2 separate regions of the Sus scrofa genome follow, and region 1 is linked to region 2. A link is a contact called in public HiChIP or PLAC-seq data. All regions are on one chromosome and are shown on one strand. Each heading gives the region's core, a stretch centred on a gene start, on an enhancer-like site or on the middle of the called end of the contact. The rest is flanking DNA. Distances are from core to core; before and after follow the strand shown. Region 1 overlaps LOC106507923 (a long non-coding RNA gene). Region 2 has its middle 120 kb from the start of AKR1E2.

Region 1 (4,730 bases), core at 1,681-4,180, 900 kb before region 2:
CGGGGACATGGGTGGACTTTATTGGGAACCCCTGGACTTTCCTGTCCATGTTGCTGTGAACCTTCAACTGCACCAAAAACTAAAATCTATTAAAAAATACGTTATAACCGCCACTTAGGATAATGCAGATTTTCTTGCTCTTTCCAGAACCTCCAGAGACAGCTGTAAGAAAATGAATTGACTTTTGCTCAAAACACAGAAATCCTCAGAACCAAAAATAATCCCAGGAAGGAAATAAAATACAAGACACGCAGAACTCCGCAACGATGGAGTAATAACAGTAAAGACGACAGCGACACTCGGAGTCTGGAAGGCCTAACCTTGACCTGTGGGTAATGTCGTCTGGGCAGCTTAACATGCCCTCAAGCTACTGCTGAGATCATTTCAAACTGGCAGTCTGAAGCATCGGGACTGAATTCTCTTGGTTAAAAACATTCCATTTTTCTTACTCAAAAAGAGAAACATCAAATTCATGTCAGGAATACTGTGGCTGGGCCAAAACAGAACTTGGGGAAAAATTAAAAGTCCTTTAAAATACTATGCTTCCATGTCAGCTTAGTACAATATTTTGAACTTTGTATTTCTAATTCTGGATGACTTAACTCGGCCTTAGGCATTTCTGTTATTTGATTCCTAGTACTGCCTAGATCCAATACTCTGATTTCTGATCTTATACACCTTTTCAAACTGCTTTCTTTCACAATATTTTACCTATATTTCAAGACCTCATTAAAATTTTACTTCTTCCGAGACTTTCCCGACCCCACCACTGTTTCCGTCATTTCCACTGCATTCGTCAGGCGCAGGAACAGGCGAATTCTAACAGATATACTGGAGGTAAGATATATCTGGTCCTCCCTCTGGATAGGTGGGCTACTCTAAGGTAAAGCTGTTCTTCTGCAGAATAGGCCTCTTTTCTGGGGCTGATCTAAGGTAAGAATGACAATCATGCCCTGTCCTCACAATGCCTAGCACTTGCTAGACGTGAGACTTGCCGGACAGCTGTTTGGTCTCCAGAAGTGCATCCTAAATGTGCGACTGAGTGCAGGCTCCTCAGCTTCCTTGTGCTCTAGGCCTCCAAGCAGCTCCCCACCTACATCGCTGTCCCCGACAGTCAGGCTGCAGCAGACTCTACTTCTGCACATTCCCGCAAACTGCAGGCTTGTCCGATTCCAGGTACAACACAGCCCTTCACATATACTGACTGGCCCTGCTACACATTGTTACTGGCCCCGTGAGAGGCCGAGAAATGGAGGCAGGAAGAGGACGCCAGTTTCTGAGGCCCCTCAGCTGCGGGGGGCGGGTGGGGGTGGGTGGGCAGGGCGTCCCCAGCGTGGGCGGATTTCGAAAGTTGGGTGTGCTTGTGCTCTGTGTGATGGTCCTGGCTCTGCGCCTCTGGCCTGCATGGGCCTCAGGTCTGGGGGCCGTTCTGGAGCTTAGGTCAGACGTGTGAGTAGGCAACCCTGTCATCGCACTGGCGTAACACGTGTAAAGAGCTCACCAACGCAGCTTTGCGGCCACGAGGATGCTACACAGTAACCAGAGCACGGGCCTCGCCTTTCACGCCACTACTGCTTTACATCAGAGACGCCATGTTTCGTGTGTGCTCACCTGGGTGTTCAATAAACATGTGTCGATTAGACCCCCCGGCTCTTCATGGACGTGGATCTAATTACACACCATATTATAAGAGAGCCTGTATCACTTTTGAGCATTATTTTCTCTTCAGAAAAAAAAAAAGAACACACTTGGGTTTGGACCGCGCACATAAAAAAGGGACGTTTCCTCTCAGCAACCAAACGGCACCTGCACTCACACCCCTGAGGCCCGGCCAGTTAAGGCCAGGCCGAGCCCAAGCGCCTCCGGCCCCGGGAGCAGTGCATCCGTCTGAGGGTCTGGCTTCCCGCACTGCCCTCGGCCTCCTCCGTCAGCGAGGACGTCAGACCGGGTCCCTGGTTCTATCCACGCTGCTGTGTGTTCCCAGGGAGAAGCTGCCGAGACATCTACCCGTGGGCACCCTGGCACCAGGACCCGGGTATCCTGGCCGCCGTGGCTTTTTCACTGGCTCGTTCTCTGCCTCAGTCAGATCTGTGTTCTACTGCTATGACCTAACAGCGCTGCAATTTTTCCAAACCGACCAGAACTTTCCGGAATATACTTAAAAGAAAGGAGTCACCCTGCTTCTGCCAGGGAGGCGTTCGTTTGAGGCATTTGTGTCAGCGCTGGAATCGGTGCGTCAAGCTTGGTCAAAGGAGGGGCCTCAGCCTGGGCGAGGTTGTGCTCCCACACGCCTCCCCAGAAAAGCCTTAAGCCAAACGCGGACGTGGGTGTCAGGGCACCAGAGGCTTGACCCACACAGACCACTTCTTAGGACACCTCCGCTTAGGTAGAAATCCCTAGTCCGGCACACATGCGATGCCATTCGCTGCTTCCCGCTTCCAAGGCACCCGGAGGTGGGGTCCCAGCGGGAAACAGAGAGAACGCGGGAGCCGGTAGAGCCGAAACCCTCCACACTCCGTGGATGTACACGAAGCTCCCTGGCAGTCTGCAAGTGTTTGGGGCCACATGTCCTTTAAGAATCTGAGGGAAGCCGCTCGGCACTGTCCCCGTGACGCCGCACATACGCATGTGTCCTCGGACACCTGGCAGTCCCTTCCCAGCCAACAGCCCCTCTTACGGGGACAGCTGGCCAAGGGCTCGCTGACCCAGGGCCCCCCATCCAGGGGAGACCACAGAGACGGCACTGCTCTGACCTGGGCTCTGGCTCCTAAACGCCCTGGCGCCGAACCTGAAACGGGCTGTGGAGAGAGACGAGAAATCAAACTGCTGTGCCCTGGGTTCTTCTACTTTTGACACAAAAGACTAGATGCTAAGCCTTGTAATAAACAAGGAAGCCCTTCACCATAAACAAATTAAACAGGAAAACCACACACTTCTGGGTCGAGGGTTAAGTCAGATGTCAGCGATGTCTCGTTGCAGTGACAGCCCAGAAGGAAGGAGACTGAGTTTGTGCAATCAGAGTGGCGCTTCCATCTCCAGAGCAGTGCAAAGTGACACGCTGACTGCTAGGTGGCCTTCATAAGGTGTCCCGGACTGGGGAGTCGAGCACCAGACACCCGTCTCCTCCCCTCCTGGAGGCTGGGGGTTGAGGTCACGGTGTCAGCCTGGCTGCTTTCTCCTGAGGCCTCTCTCCCGGGCATGAGGGCTGTGCTCTCCGTGTCCTCGCGGGGTCCTCTCTGTGCCTGCCTGTGTCCTCAGCCCCTCCTAAGGACACCTGTCCAATACAGCCCACCCCACTGACCTTAATCCCCTCTTTAAAGACCCCATCTCCAAACACAGTCACCTCCTGCGCTCCTGGGGCGTAGGTCCTCAACACATGGACTTGGGGGAGATGCCGTTCAGCCCAGAAGGGTCTGTACGCATGTGGCTGGAAAGACTTCCTTTCCAAATAGACAAGGGGGACTGCTGAGTTGAGTCTGGGGGTGGCCCTTCTAAGTGATGCACAGTCTTGTCCCGACATTTAAATTTCCTCTGTTTGTGTTCGCATAGGATATACTGGAGGACGAGCAGTTTGGGGGCTGGTTATTGCCGCTCTCGCAGTTTGCAGCACAGGGCTGGGCACATGCAAGCTTCTCACTTGGGATTCTGCCTCCAATCATTCTAATTTATCACCGAGTCGCTGTTCTCTTCCTGACTGTGCAAAGCTGAGTGCACGTCATGCTCCTGGGGCCTGAGCTAATACTCGGGCTGAGCCACCAGCTTTTCCAAAGCCTCCATCTGCGCCCTGGCTTCCCTCGAGCTAAGTATGCACGGCTGAATGGACTTGACATCTGACACAATACTTAACATACAGAAGGGAGAATGCTGGATGAAGGTTTGCCGAATGAGTTAGTGTGCTGAATTCATCTCACTCGTCTTGTCTCTCTCCAGCTGACCTCTGCCTCTGCGTCAAGATCTCCACCGACTCCCCCCGCCCCCGGGAGAAGCCCCCTCTCTGAGGGCCTCCTCTCCTGCTAAAGGGCAGGATTTATGGTTCGATTCCCACTCAGCAGTGGCTGTACCGTCCAGGCCGCTCTGTCCCTCTCACACTCTCACCAAAGGAGAGATGAGACAGAGAGGCCTGCCCGAGGTCCGAGCCATTTCATCCCTGAAGCCGCTTTCTAAAGACCTCTGCATTGACCTTTTTAGTGGAAATGATTAACAGTCCTTTGAAAACAGCTGGAAAATAAGGACAAAATACAGAGGAGGAACTACTACTCATCCGTGTTGGCCAAACTTAGCAGCAGCACTGACACTGTTATCTTGGGGGTGGGTGTGGCCCTCTCTTCGTTGCTATGGCAACGTAAGTAAACAATGCCCTTTGTAAAGTCAAATAGGCATGTATCCATGCATCAAGGTGAACAGGCTGCCCACATCCTGCTTTTATTCACTTCCCATTTCCAAGTAATTTAAGCTGCTTTAACACTACTATTTTTAGTGACCGTTAATACTTTATCTTAGCAATGTACCTAAATTATTCAGTCCTGCTCTGAGCCTTGCCCATCTCTGGTATTAACAGTTCTGCATAACTCGGGAGAACCTCACCGCCCACGGATCTTTGTCGACAAGTCGTATTCTGTGTAAAGATATACTCCTAGGAATGGAGTTACCAGTTCTAGGGGCACAGGCAACGTTACGTTCTATTGCTATAAACTGAGAAATTCTTTTTTGAAATTCCGTACCACGACAGG
Region 2 (4,878 bases), core at 735-3,234:
TAAATATTTATTTAAATTGTTTTAATTTAATTTAAATATATTAAATTTGATTGATTGATGAACTGATTGCATTCATGATTTGTGTTTTTCCTTTCTGATCGGACTTAATTTTTCCCTCCCTGTGGACATGAAGAGACTCTTCTGTGTTTTTCCTCCACATTTTAAAGTTTTGTTCTTTACACGTAGTTCCACCTTAGGTAAAATTTACTTTTTAATGTCATTTACCTTTTCCACGTGGATAGCTGATTTCCAGTAATATTTATTGAATTAGAAGCAAATTTTTTTTTAATGCATGAGAGTATCTAATATATTCTCTAGCAGAACCGGATGTTGGCTGAATTAGGTTGATTTTAATTAAATTAATTGTCCCAGTGGTTACAGGAAGGCCTTAGAAGTCATTAATGAGCCCCAAGAGTGCAAGACACGGGGTTTGAGCCGTAACCCTGGGACCTACCGCATTCCTCGCCTCACTACAGACCTGCGAGGTCTCTAGGTTTGTGTGCCTGACTCAGTAATGTCCAAACTAAAGTTTTTCTTTCTGTACCTAGAGGTGACAGAGAAACACATCACTTTGCTGCTGAGAGTGGCATTTTAGGCAGAGGCTAGAAAGTAGGCAAAGTCTGCCTTGTGTAACATTTGTCCATGAATCAGACTGCAGCAGAGTCTCACAAAATATTTATTAAGAGAAAGAGTAAACTTAGCTGATCTAATTTCTGCCTGTTAGTTCTTGGCAGTCTGAAAGATTATATTAGTCAAGCTTTCCAAGTTACCCAATAGAATACAAAAATGATGGGAAAATATTCCAAGTAAATACTGCAGAAAACATGTCTTCCAAAGGCTGGAAGATGGCAAGATGGAAAGTTCTAAGGCATAAAAGTCGTACCACGGTACCGCATGTAAAACCAGAGCTTTTAGCAATAGGATATGCTAAGATTTTGACATCCTTAAACTAGCTAAGGCTCTTTGCAGCAAGTAGGGTAGAATATGAGCTTGCAATGAAGTCTCTCCTGAGTCTGTGACCCAGACGTGCTGATGAAAATTGGAGATATGCCCTCTTTTTTTTCTTTTCTTTTTTTTGTTTTTGTTTTTTAGGTCCACACCCGTGGCATATGGAAGTTCACAGGCCAGGGGTCGAATTGGAGCTACAGCTGCTGGCCACAGCCACAGCCACAGCAACTCGGGATCTGTGCCGCATCTGCGACCTACACCACAGCTCATGATCCTTAACCCACTGAGTGAGGCCAGGAATCCAACCCGCGTCCTCACGGATGCTAGTCGGGTTTGTTAACCACTGAGCCGTGAGGGGAACCCCCTGCCCTCATTTTATTTCATGGAGCCCACAGTCAGTACAATGCTGAATCCCTTTTGCAGAGTGCTCAATTCTCATATATTTTGTCATGAAATGTATGTGTTCACCACCCAAACTGAGAAAAAGTATAAATGAAATGAGAAGAGAAACAGAATATAATTGAGTATTTCAAAGCAATCTCCATTTTTGAAAACTATACATGTATGAATGATATGGTATATGCAAATATGATATAAGATATAAATATACATTATATATTAAATTATATAATTTTGGGTATTTCATAATATAATTTTCATTTATATTCATTTTGTAACATTCATTTCATAATATAATTATATATATATACACACACACACAAATACACAAAAACATATAGGCAGAAAACCAAAATATTGTCAGAATATTTATTTCTTGATGATGGAAATTTTAGTGGTCATCCTTGGTTTTGTTTCTGTGGTCCTACCTTAGGTATTTTCCAAATTGTTCACTGAATTTGAATTAACCTTTACAACGATAAAATGTAATTTGTTTCAAGGCTGAAAAGACTTGAAAAGACGGGGAAATCTTCACCTGAAAACTCTAATTGCAGCAATGATCTGAATCAGAGTTTCCCAGCGCCAGGGAAGCACAGCTGCCCCAAATGCAGAAACGTGGACACCTGTGCCCCCTAGTGGCCACCCTCAGTAAGTGTCCGGGGAGCCTCGTCCTCTGTTGGTAGGAATCTCCAGGGAGACTTGTGTTTATAAAACCGGGAAACCCCGCTCCCTCCTCCCAGGCTGGGGACCCACAGTCTACACTGAGAAATGAGGACTTAGAATTAGGGAATATCCTAATCACGGCTAATGAGAGAGACCCGGAAAAAAGCGGCTGCCACCCGTAGGAACACAAATAAAAAGGAAACTAGGTTTCTTTCAGTTTTAAAAAATACATCAGTATATACTATAGTGTGTATTAAAAGAGTATATATTTTAAAATATATTAGTCTATATACTTAGAATATACTACTAATATTAATAATGGTATTAATGTGTAATATATTACATATGTGTATGTAATACATGTACTAATAATAGTCATATATTACATGCACACTTTTATAGCATTTATGTACTTTAGCATACTTTATATCTTTGAACATATATATTTTTATAGTGTGCTTTTTAAATGTATGCCTGTGTTTGTGTCCGTATTTCTATACCTGTAGTTTTACATAGTATTGTGTGTGTGTATACTGCATATGATGTATATATGTAGAATATGTGTAGTATTCACACATGCCTATTTTTACAAATGATTCTGCATTTGTCAGGGTTTTGTTCTAATCAAGAGCCTAAAGTATGACACATCTGCATTTCTAAGTCCACAGCTAGCAAAAGCATTTCTTCCTTTTGAAGTTACGTGCAGCTCCAATTTGCTTGGAAAGTTGACACATCCAAGTTCATCGTCATTGCTGTTATTATTATTTATGAAATTCAGCATTTCCTCAGAGCCAGTTTGGATACAATAAAGTCTTCAGATCTACAGTCTCACGAGCAATTTATTACGGTCAGCAGAGGACCTTGAAGCCAAATGCCTTTCTTAGACCTGCTTTCAGCAGTGCTCATTGAATTCAGTTTCATGCGCTGGTTTGAAGGAAAAATGTGGGCAAGGTGATAAACACAGCCTTGCCTTGGCCGTAACCAAATTAAAACAGCCACCTCAACCGTGGTAGTCAGGGAATCACACAGGCTGAAACAAGAAGAAAAATCAATGTGAAAGCAAACCTACCTACACCGTATGTCCTGATGGCAGATTCTGACTCTGAGACATACCGCAGTCAGCATGAATCCTTCAGTGCCTGTTGAGTTATTTGAAGAGATTCCATCATTATATATTGAAACTTGGTCCAGGCTTTTTTAGACCATATTCTTAAATCTGCTTTAAAAACATGGGACAATTGCTTTAAAAATAAGTCCATATAAATAATATACGATTCAGGAATATATTGGATTAGGGTTGGTGACACATAAATGAGAACTTGTCATTTTCAAACACAAGCATTTCTTCTTGCTCATGACTTACTTGCCTAGATTTTAACCCGTCCTTCCGTCTTAGTGCATGTAGAGCTACTGGGGGAAGCCCCTTAAGACTCTCCAAGGAGGGACCTAGAAAGGTATACTTGCCGGGATTTGGGGGACACTGTCAGGATCAAACGAGATACATTATGTGAAAGATTATGATCTGACTAACACCCATGTCTGGGCTACTAACTCCTTACTGCCGATAAGCTGAAGACAGATATACGTAGATTTCAGCCTCCTTTCCTCTCAGAGCCAATTGCCTTTGGCCCGGCTGTCCGACGGCAGTTTGGACCTTGTCTGCCTACGGGCTAGGAACGCTGTGTCCTCTCTGCATTTGACTATCCCCGTATACAGTGGGCTTCACTGAAAATTTTGATTAAAAAGGGATAATGTCCTTATGTAACGCATCTTCTATGCATCAACTCATAGTCAGCCAACTTTTCTCTTGTGTCAACAGGAAGAATAAATTTTATGAAACCCAAAAAGTGGGTTTTGTTTCTGAATGAAGGCGGGAGAATATTTACTTTCACTTGGGAACAAAGGTTGACTTTTGAGACCTAGGTGTCACAGTTAGGCACTCTTGGTCCTCAAGCTGAGCATGTAACAACGACGACAACAACGGATAAAGTCAGGAGGTAGACAGAGCTCTCAGAGGGTTTTACTGTAGAGAGTCCACCGCCAGACCCTCCTTGCAGAGACAGGATCCATTGACATCCTAGTTTGTCCTTGTCCACCAGCTGCCCCCAAGGGAGAGGGAAGGCAGAACCTCCTGGGCCAGGGGGTCCCTGTGGGTGGTCTTCTCCGGAAGAGGACGAGCCACCATTCCCAGCCACCATTCCCAGCCGGATGTCCCAGCTGCCCAGGGGGTCTGCGATGCCGCTTCTGCGATGGGAACATGACCCGGGTCCAGCAGCTGTGTGAAGCCACCCTCCCCAGGACACGCCAGGGCCACGGAGGGAGGGCCCCTGGGCAGAAACTGGGTTTCCAGGGGATCGAAGCCACCCCTGGGACGCGGCGCCGCAGGCCTGCAGGAGGGAGATAGGCTCGCACTGTCCCCTTTTCACTTTCCCATCCCCTGCCCCGCCCCCGCGGCTGGTTCACCTCTAGGGAGCCTGGGCTGCCCAGTGGGTTGCGATTAGCTTTCTTGACCCCAAATCAAAAGGCGAGGGTGGAGAATGAGAGGGGGTGTGAGAGAGCGAGTGACAGACGATGAGGTTTCCGGGGCTCCTTAGAGTGGGGGCGGGGCAGGGGGATAACAGAACCACAGACCCCAGGGGCCCTCCTCCGTAGCTCTCCGTCCTCAAGTCTCCCCGGGTTTTTCTTCCTCTTCCTCCTTCCCTCTTCTCTCCCTTCTCCCCCTCTCCCCAGCTGCTGGCCCGCCTTCCCTCCCACTCCCTCTAACCCCCACCCCCAGCCTCACTGATCACAAAGTATTAGGGAACACGTGGCTTGGCCACCCCCACGAACAGACAGGAAGCCCGGCGGGATAGGCATGGCCATTGCTGC

What was found. HiChIP or PLAC-seq counts read pairs in DNA pulled down with a chosen protein or histone mark.
Region 1: a contact with region 2 is called in an H3K27ac HiChIP or PLAC-seq map of alveolar macrophages. The contact joins two enhancer-like sites. A contact is called at or near these places in 3 of 47 Hi-C or Micro-C datasets (embryonic fibroblasts, mesenteric adipose tissue and subcutaneous adipose tissue) and 1 of 2 datasets of contacts at active chromatin or transcription factors (alveolar macrophages).

What each region holds. Positions count from the first base shown.
Region 1 is chr10:66,716,766-66,721,495 of Sscrofa11.1, reverse strand. LOC106507923 (a long non-coding RNA gene) reads left to right here. Exons shown (of 3, transcript XR_001304313.2): 3 at 148-1,279. Among named protein-coding and RNA genes, the nearest start is that of KLF6, 230 kb to the right of the region's middle. Within about 2 kb of position 2,930, at least 16 of the 83 cell types and tissues checked have an H3K27ac peak or open chromatin away from gene starts, as enhancers often do. A contact at or near this core is called in alveolar macrophages and subcutaneous adipose tissue, where this site is marked.
Region 2 is chr10:65,814,072-65,818,949 of Sscrofa11.1, reverse strand. No RefSeq gene overlaps it. Among named protein-coding and RNA genes, the nearest start is that of AKR1E2, 120 kb to the right of the region's middle. Within about 2 kb of position 1,984, at least 29 of the 83 cell types and tissues checked have an H3K27ac peak or open chromatin away from gene starts, as enhancers often do. A contact at or near this core is called in alveolar macrophages and subcutaneous adipose tissue, where this site is marked.